Linked DNA regions of Mus musculus: region 2 is linked to region 1. The links are chromatin contacts, called in public promoter capture Hi-C maps. All regions are on one chromosome and are shown on one strand. The core of a region is the stretch at or near the end of the contact, and the rest is flanking DNA. Distances in the headings are between cores, read along the strand shown. Region 1 holds the start of Cited4 (Cbp/p300-interacting transactivator, with Glu/Asp-rich carboxy-terminal domain, 4). Region 2 holds the start of Rims3 (regulating synaptic membrane exocytosis 3).

Evidence for each region. Promoter capture Hi-C pulls out the DNA fragments that hold promoters and counts their contacts.
Region 2: a promoter capture Hi-C map of hematopoietic stem and progenitor cells shows a contact between it and region 1. The contact joins the promoter of Rims3 here to the promoter of Cited4 in region 1. A contact is called at or near these places in 10 of 39 promoter capture datasets (the 3T3-L1 cell line, the HPC-7 cell line, cranial neural crest and 6 more), 4 of 484 Hi-C or Micro-C datasets (cortical neurons, embryonic stem cells, immediate neuronal precursor and 1 more) and 2 of 9 other capture datasets (adipose tissue and pancreatic islet).

What each region holds. Positions count from the first base shown.
Region 1 is chr4:120,664,995-120,668,530 of GRCm38.p6, forward strand. It overlaps Cited4 (Cbp/p300-interacting transactivator, with Glu/Asp-rich carboxy-terminal domain, 4), which reads left to right and starts at 1,569. Exons shown (of 1, transcript NM_019563.2): 1 at 1,569-2,826. The coding sequence starts at 1,809. The coding sequence ends at 2,357.
Region 2 is chr4:120,852,839-120,856,374 of GRCm38.p6, forward strand. Rims3 (regulating synaptic membrane exocytosis 3) reads left to right here and starts at 1,961. Exons shown (of 8, transcript NM_182929.3): 1 at 1,961-2,284.

The sequences.
Region 1 (3,536 bases), core at 319-2,818:
GGGTTACACAGCAAGGCTCTGCCTAAAACAAACAAACAAACAAACAAACAAACATCTCAGTGTTAACCTTCTGAGTCAGAAGGTTAGGGTTCCCCCTAACAGTCAGGTTTAAGAATTTCTGTGTGGAGCCCTATCTGGAGAAAAAGAGATAGCCCAAGGCTTTCATTATACTAGACTAGGACCACCAACTTCCTTTCACAGCAGAAAGCAGAGGCCCTATGGAATCAAGTGATGCCCCCCCAGCCCCCACCCAACGCCCCTGCAGGTGGCAGAGCTATGATTAGAACTTGGGCCTCTGAACTCGGCTGCTAAACTTCTCCCCTCTACACCAGCTAGATAAACCAAAGTTCCAGGAAGGCCAGAGGCTGCTGCAGGGGGGAGGGGAGCCTGAGGAGGGGAAAGCCAACATGTGTAAGTCAGGCTCCAGGAAACCGTCCCCGGCATGCCTGTGGCTCAAAGAGCTTGTTGCATATAGGAATGACTATTTGCATACAGCCTCTGCACAGCCTCATTTTCCTTTGGTGCCTTAGTCTTCTTATCTGCAAAATAGGGCTAAAAATTCATACCCTACCCCAGAAAGGCACTTGTAGAATGTAGAGCACTCTAAAGCTCCAAGTTAGGATTATTGTGATTCAAAGAAGCTTTGGAAATCCCCCATTGGGTGATCATTAGAGCCAGCCTTATAGCCAACCTTTCACTAGATTAAAGAACATTTAATACATATGTATGTGCCAGGCACTATGGAGGGCTCTATACACACACACACACACACACACACACACACACACACACACACAGAGCCTCAGCTAACTTTCACCATAGGCGCTTGTGGTCTCTGCTACTCTGGCCAGCATCCTACGGAGGAGAAAGCCGCAGTTTGGTGAATGAGCTGCAATTCACGCCATCATTTGCTCATTCATTCCACTTTTACAGAAAGCCAGCTCTGAACCAGGCTGCGGGCCAAATGCTGAGGGTAAGAAGATGAACAAGTCCTTCAGGAGACATGCCCATAAATTACTTTAATAACAACTCAGGACAAGCTTCAACAGACAGCACAGTGTGAACCAGAGAGAAGGAGCAATTGGCTCCCTGGGGATTGTAGGAACAGAGAGCTGACCTCTTCAAAGGACATTGCACTTCGCTGAAGTGCAATACAAAGTTCCGGGTTTGAATCTTAAAGGCTTTATTTACTGTGTGTTTCCAGGAAATCTCTCCTGCCTCTGAGGCTCAGTCCGAAAAAATAGTAAATTGAGTGACGCCAAGATCCTGAAACTACAGGAACTGGCCCTCTCACCTCATCTGGCAAATTCAAGCTACTCCCATACCCCCTCTTAACCAGTACCTCGAAGGCCTGACCAAGCCCCAGAAAAATGTCAACCACCCAGCCCTACCAAAGTGCCTGCATCCTGGGACGCCCTTGCAGGCCCAAAGGGCGGAGCTCTGGTAGGGGGCGGGACCAATACCTTCTTGGACAGGTTCACGACCCGCCCAGAAGGGATTCATCCAGCCAATGACAGAGAGTGGGCGTGGCGTTCCCGCCTCTTGGTATAAAAAATCTCCGGACTTCAAGGCACTGCGCGAAAGCCTGGGAACCCTTGGGCTGTCTGTTTCTTTTGCGGCCTGCAACTACTGCTGTGGGCAGCGCAGAAGAGAGGAGATCCGGGAGACCCGGGTGAGACAGTGAACGAATCCGATTTATTCTTCCTCTGCCTGGTTGAGTTGCAGGGACTGCACAGTGCCCGGGTCTCCCGCCCAAGAGGAGCCGCTGGCCGAGACCCGGGGCGTGCCCTGACTGTCCGCCAGCTGCTATGGCCGACCACCTGATGCTCGCCGAGGGCTACTGCCTGCTACAGGTGCCGCCGCACACCCACGGCCCGCACGCTCCCCGGACTCTGCAGCCATACGCAGGCCCGGGCATGGACAGCGGTCTGCGGCCGCGGGGGGCTCCGCTGGGACCGCCGCCGCCACCCGGGACCCTGGCATACGGCTCCTTCGGGTCGCCGGTCTCTTTCCAGCCCTTCCCCGTCTCGCAGTCGCCGGGCGCCGGTAGCACGCACCTGCAGTCTGCAGCCACACCGTCCCCGGGCCGCATCCCGGCGCCCCCGGCAGCCGCTGGAGGGCCCTCACCTCTGCAGCCGGCGCCCGGAGCCGCAGCCTCGTTGCCGCCGCCGCCGCCGCCACCCGCCCTGGGCTGCATGGACACCGAGCTCATCGACGAAGAGGCGCTGACGTCGCTGGAACTCGAGCTCGGGTTGCACCGCGTACGCGAGCTGCCGGAGCTCTTCCTCGGCCAGAGCGAGTTCGATTGCTTCTCAGACCTGGGGTCAGCGCCGGCCGCCGGCTCGGTGAGCTGTTGAGAGCCACCACCCAGAGACACGGGACCTTGCGCCCGGTGGCCCGGCTCCCACACACCCTCCGTGAGGGTGGAGGCGCCTGGTTTTCGTGCCGAGACGGCTCCAGCCGAGAACACCTGCCTTGCCTCCAGGCTCTGCCTCCTGCCAGATGACAGTTGGGTCTCGCTTCTCATACCCAAGCCTCAGCGGTCTAATGGAGGGAACTGAACCAGCCTTCGGATTCCACGTTCTTGGATTCTGTGCCCTCTTTCCGCCGCCTTGCCCCAATCTGAGCCATTACAGGCCTCTGCCTGACCTTCCTTCTCGAGCAGCCTACTAACCGGATTGGGTCTAGGGAGCCATCTCTCCGTACCCCCTACCTTCCCTGGGCCCCTGGCCCGGGGGAGGGAAGGATTTTACACCTAACCCCTGCAGAGTGGAGCCATGCTCCCGCTGGCCTCTAAAACCAAAATAAAACTGGGTTGCTTTACAATTTTGAGTTTCCATTTCCTTTTCATCCCCACCCTCAAGTACCTGTAACTTGCAAAAAGTCTGAGGCTGTTAGAGTCCCAAAGTGAAACTGAGGCTCGCAACCTCAACAGCCCAAAGGACAAGAGACCTGATAGTTTCTTTTGAAAATGTCTTGAGAGTTGTGCAATTGTCATGACATAACCTGAGGGGTCCAGGCTGCTGCCTGGCCAGTTAACAGCTTAATCCGTTTGATTTCCTAGCCACTAGGACTCCAGGAACTGGGGGGGGGGGGTCCCCTGAAGATCCAGGCAGCCCTAGCTTTGAACAGAGACTATCTCACTTGCCCACGACACTGCCCTTTTGGTTTCTTTGGAAGGATATGGTTGTGATACTTTTATAGCGGTGTGTGTGTGTGTGTGTGTGTGTGTGTGTGTGTTGATAGAGACTGAACCATACATACTTCACACATACTTCATACTTCATCCATGTAATGACTATAGCACACTGTCAGACTCTTAGTCACCTCCGGAAACTATAGAGATGTTTGTTCTGAGCGTTGGTGCATAAGGAATCATAGGGACAGACCTGGAAACAGACTGTTCTTGGAACATGGAAGGGACTTGTCCAGAAAACAGGTGGAATAGGTTCAGCTAGTTGGGGTGGAGGTCATTTCAGCTTCAGGGAGGTACATTTGATGGGATCAACAATATGGAATGACAACTGTCTTGAGGA
Region 2 (3,536 bases), core at 711-3,210, 190 kb after region 1:
AATTTTGCAAAATTAAGAACTTTCCAGCAGTAGCCGAGCCTGTGGTGCACACCTTTAATGCCAACCCTTGGAGAAAAAGGCAGGCAGATCTCCTGAGTCTGAGGCCAGCCTGGTCTACAGCGTTCCTTCCAGGGTAGCCAGGGCTACACAGAGAAACAAACAAACAATCCTTCCAGTCTGAAAGCAGAGCTGACCAGCCCTAAGCTCACTTAAACACAGCCAAGTTGGGACCAGGCAGGACTGTAGGACAGGAAACCTCAAGTCCTAAGCCACCAAGTCGTTTTAATTTTTTTTTAATTTTTTTAAAGGTTTGTTTGTTTGTTTGTCCATTTAATGTATGAGTGCTCTATCTGCATGTGCACCTGCATGTCAGAAGAGGGCATCAGATCTCATGGTTATGAGCCACCATGTGGTTGCAGGAAATTGAACTCAGAACCTCTAGAAGAGCAGCCAGTGCTCTTATCCGCTAAGCCATCTATCTCTCTAGAAGCCTAAACTGCTGGGTCTTAAGTCAGCACATCCATTTGAAGTCCATTCAGGCAGATGCCAAGCCTCGTGCAATGGTTTTTCTAGGTTGTCAACTTGACCTTATTGGGAATTAACTGAAACCCAAGTGGTATACCAATGAAGGAGTTTTCCCCCTTAATTAAATCATTTGAAATGGGAAGACCCACTTTTACCCTGGATCGTTTGAGGTTGAAAGATCCACTGTTGATGGAAGCAAAAAAAGCTTGCTCTCTTTGCATACTGGCCCTCACCCTCACTGGCAACCTCAGTCCGTCACTAACATTTGAACCCACTTCTTTGGCATTCCAGCAGATATTGAAGGCCATCTGGCCTTGTGGAGTGAATAACTCCTGAGTTCTTGGACTTTCCATTGTACAGCCATTGTTGGACAAGCCGGATCACATCCTGTAAGCCATTTTAATAAATCCCCTCCCACATGTGTGCGTGTACGTGTGTGTGTGCGTGTGTGTGTGTGTGTGTGTGTGCGTGTGTGTGTGTGTGTGTATGTGTTTCTTCTCTAAATTCTGTCCCTCTAGAGAACCAACAGTAATACAGGGTTCCCACTTGCAGTCCTATTGACACAGGGCCTGAGGACTCTTTGGTATCAGGACTGGCCAGCACAGTTCCAGGGTTGGTTCTTACTGGAAACCCCTCATAATTGCAGAAACTACGAGTAACTCAAGATATTGTGAAAAATCCCTTCAGGACAAAACTGTCCCCAGTTGAAAGGCACTGCCACAGGTGGCAAAGGAGCTAATATGGGTCATAGGCCCCTTACCTGAAGTCTGAAAGTATATTGGAAGTTCCTTTTTTTTAAACAAAGGACTTACTTTCACTTCGTGTGTGTATGTGCACACATGTGCTGGAGCCTTCAGGTGCCAGAAGAGGGCATCAGATTCCTTGGAGCTGAAGTAACAGTTGTCTGACTTGGGTGTTGGGAACTGAACTCTGATCTTCAAAAGCAGCACTCTTTTGTGACTCCTGATCTCTCTCTCTCTCTCTCTCTCTCTCTCTCCCTCCCTCTTTCCAGAAAATCTTTTACAGCAGGCACTTGAGCAAGTCATTTCTCCTCCGAAAGTTTCCCCCCTTTTTTTGGTCTTTAAAATGGACTCTATGTTTGTAAGGTGTTTAGCCTTACTGCTCACCATCTGACATTCCTTGATCTTGTTCAGAATAGATGGAGGCACCTGGGAGGTGCCCCCAAGGACAAGGAAGTTTGAGAAGGAACAGATTGTGTAGAAGAGTGGACAGGCAGGGGACAGGAGGAGCATCTTAGGGACTTGAGCGGCCCCCAACCCCTGATTCTTAGAGGTTCACTTCTTCCAGGCCTACTCCTCAAGGATACACCTAGAAGATCCAGATTCCAGAGGCCACGCCCACCTTCGGGCCCCGCCCCATCTGGCCCCGCCCCATCCACTAATCCCTCCCACCAGCCCTAGGCCCCGCCCCTGCCAGGGCCCGCTTCCTCCCGCCAGCCGTGGCTTGGGCTTTGCACCCGGCGGCGACTGAGAACTGTGTGGCGACTGCGGAGCCAGCAGCGCAGGCGGGCGGAGCGGAGCTGTCCGGCCCGGTGGCGGGCGATGCCCCCGTGAGTCTCTGTCGCTGCCCCTCCCCGCCCCGCGTCCCTACCCCTTCGGAGTCCGCGCCCGCTCGGGGCCGGGCCGCGCCTACCGCCGGGTCCGCGGGGCGGGGTCCCGGGGCAGCACCTGCCTCGCCTTGCGGCGCCACTCCGCCAGCGGAATCCCGCTCCAGGCGTGGACCCCGGCCCCACCTCGGGGTAAGTCAGCAGGCCTTGCGCGCCTGCGAGTGGGCGTGGGGAGGGGGCTGCGGTCAGGGCAGGGGACCACGCCGGGAAGGGGGGTTCCGGCCGGCCGCCGAGCGCTACGTAGGGATGTATGCCAGATCTGGGGGGCGGGGGGGAGGGTTTGGGGGGGAGGCTCCGCGATGCGCACAACCTGGGATGACTGTGGGGCGGGGGCTGAGCCTGAGGAAACCTGGAAAATGGGGTAGGAACCCTAGAATCTGGAGTACTTTGCTGACGCTCAGGGTTTCACCTGGGGCCCTGATCTTCAACAGCATTGCTTCGCATGGCATTTTTGCAAAGTGCTTAAAATCCCTCCTGGAAAGGTAGCCTGCCTTTCTCCCTCCTGCCTGTACCCTGGTTGGGAAGCGGCCACTTTTTCCTTCCAACGTGACACCATTGTACCCAGAGAAACACTCCCCTTCTTAGTAAAAAGGAGAGAGGTGGTGCTCACGCAGCTTCAGGGTGAAAGAAGGGGCTTCTGGGAAGCTGGGAAAAAGTGGTCAGGGGCACGATGGGTCACCCAAGGCTTCAAGGAAGCTTGGCAAGACCCTTCATGGGCTATTCTGGCATCTTGTTCATTTGGGAGAATAGGTCTCCTTGGCTGGCTTCCTGGTTGCCTGGATCCCAGGCCCCCATTACCTCTGTACAACCCAACCTCAAGGAGTGGGTTTCCCCTCCTAGTATCTCAGAAGCGAATGAATGGTCCCTCTATAGCTCTTGTAGTCCCTGGCTAAGGTGGGAAATGTTGTAGCTAAGCCAGAGCAACAAGGGGCCCTAGCTAGCAGTGCCATCAGGGGCCTTCAGGGCTTGGGCCTGGGGGAATTGCTGTGTCCAACCCTGTCTCTAAGGGTGATATCTTGGAGAGAGATGGAAGGCAGCTGCTTTTCCTATTGCTCTGTTCTCTGCTGGTGATGACTTCTCACTGGGTTTTGGGGCCTGAATGGTGGAAAGAGGGTCTTTCACCAAGGGATTGACAACCCATCTCCACAGTTGCTGCCAGCCACCAATCAGTCCGTAATCACAATCACGCAACTGCCAACTCTGTCCCCATAGGCAAGTGAAGAGGATGGCCCAGTGGGACACTCTCTGGGCAGGGGCCTGCTGGGGAGGGGTCCATGCAGTTTGTGCTTAAACCAGGTATTCAGGGACTTCCTTGGGTTCTCCAACCATCTGGCCGTTTACAAGGGATAGAGCCCCAGAGCTGATTAAACTTGTCTTCAAATCC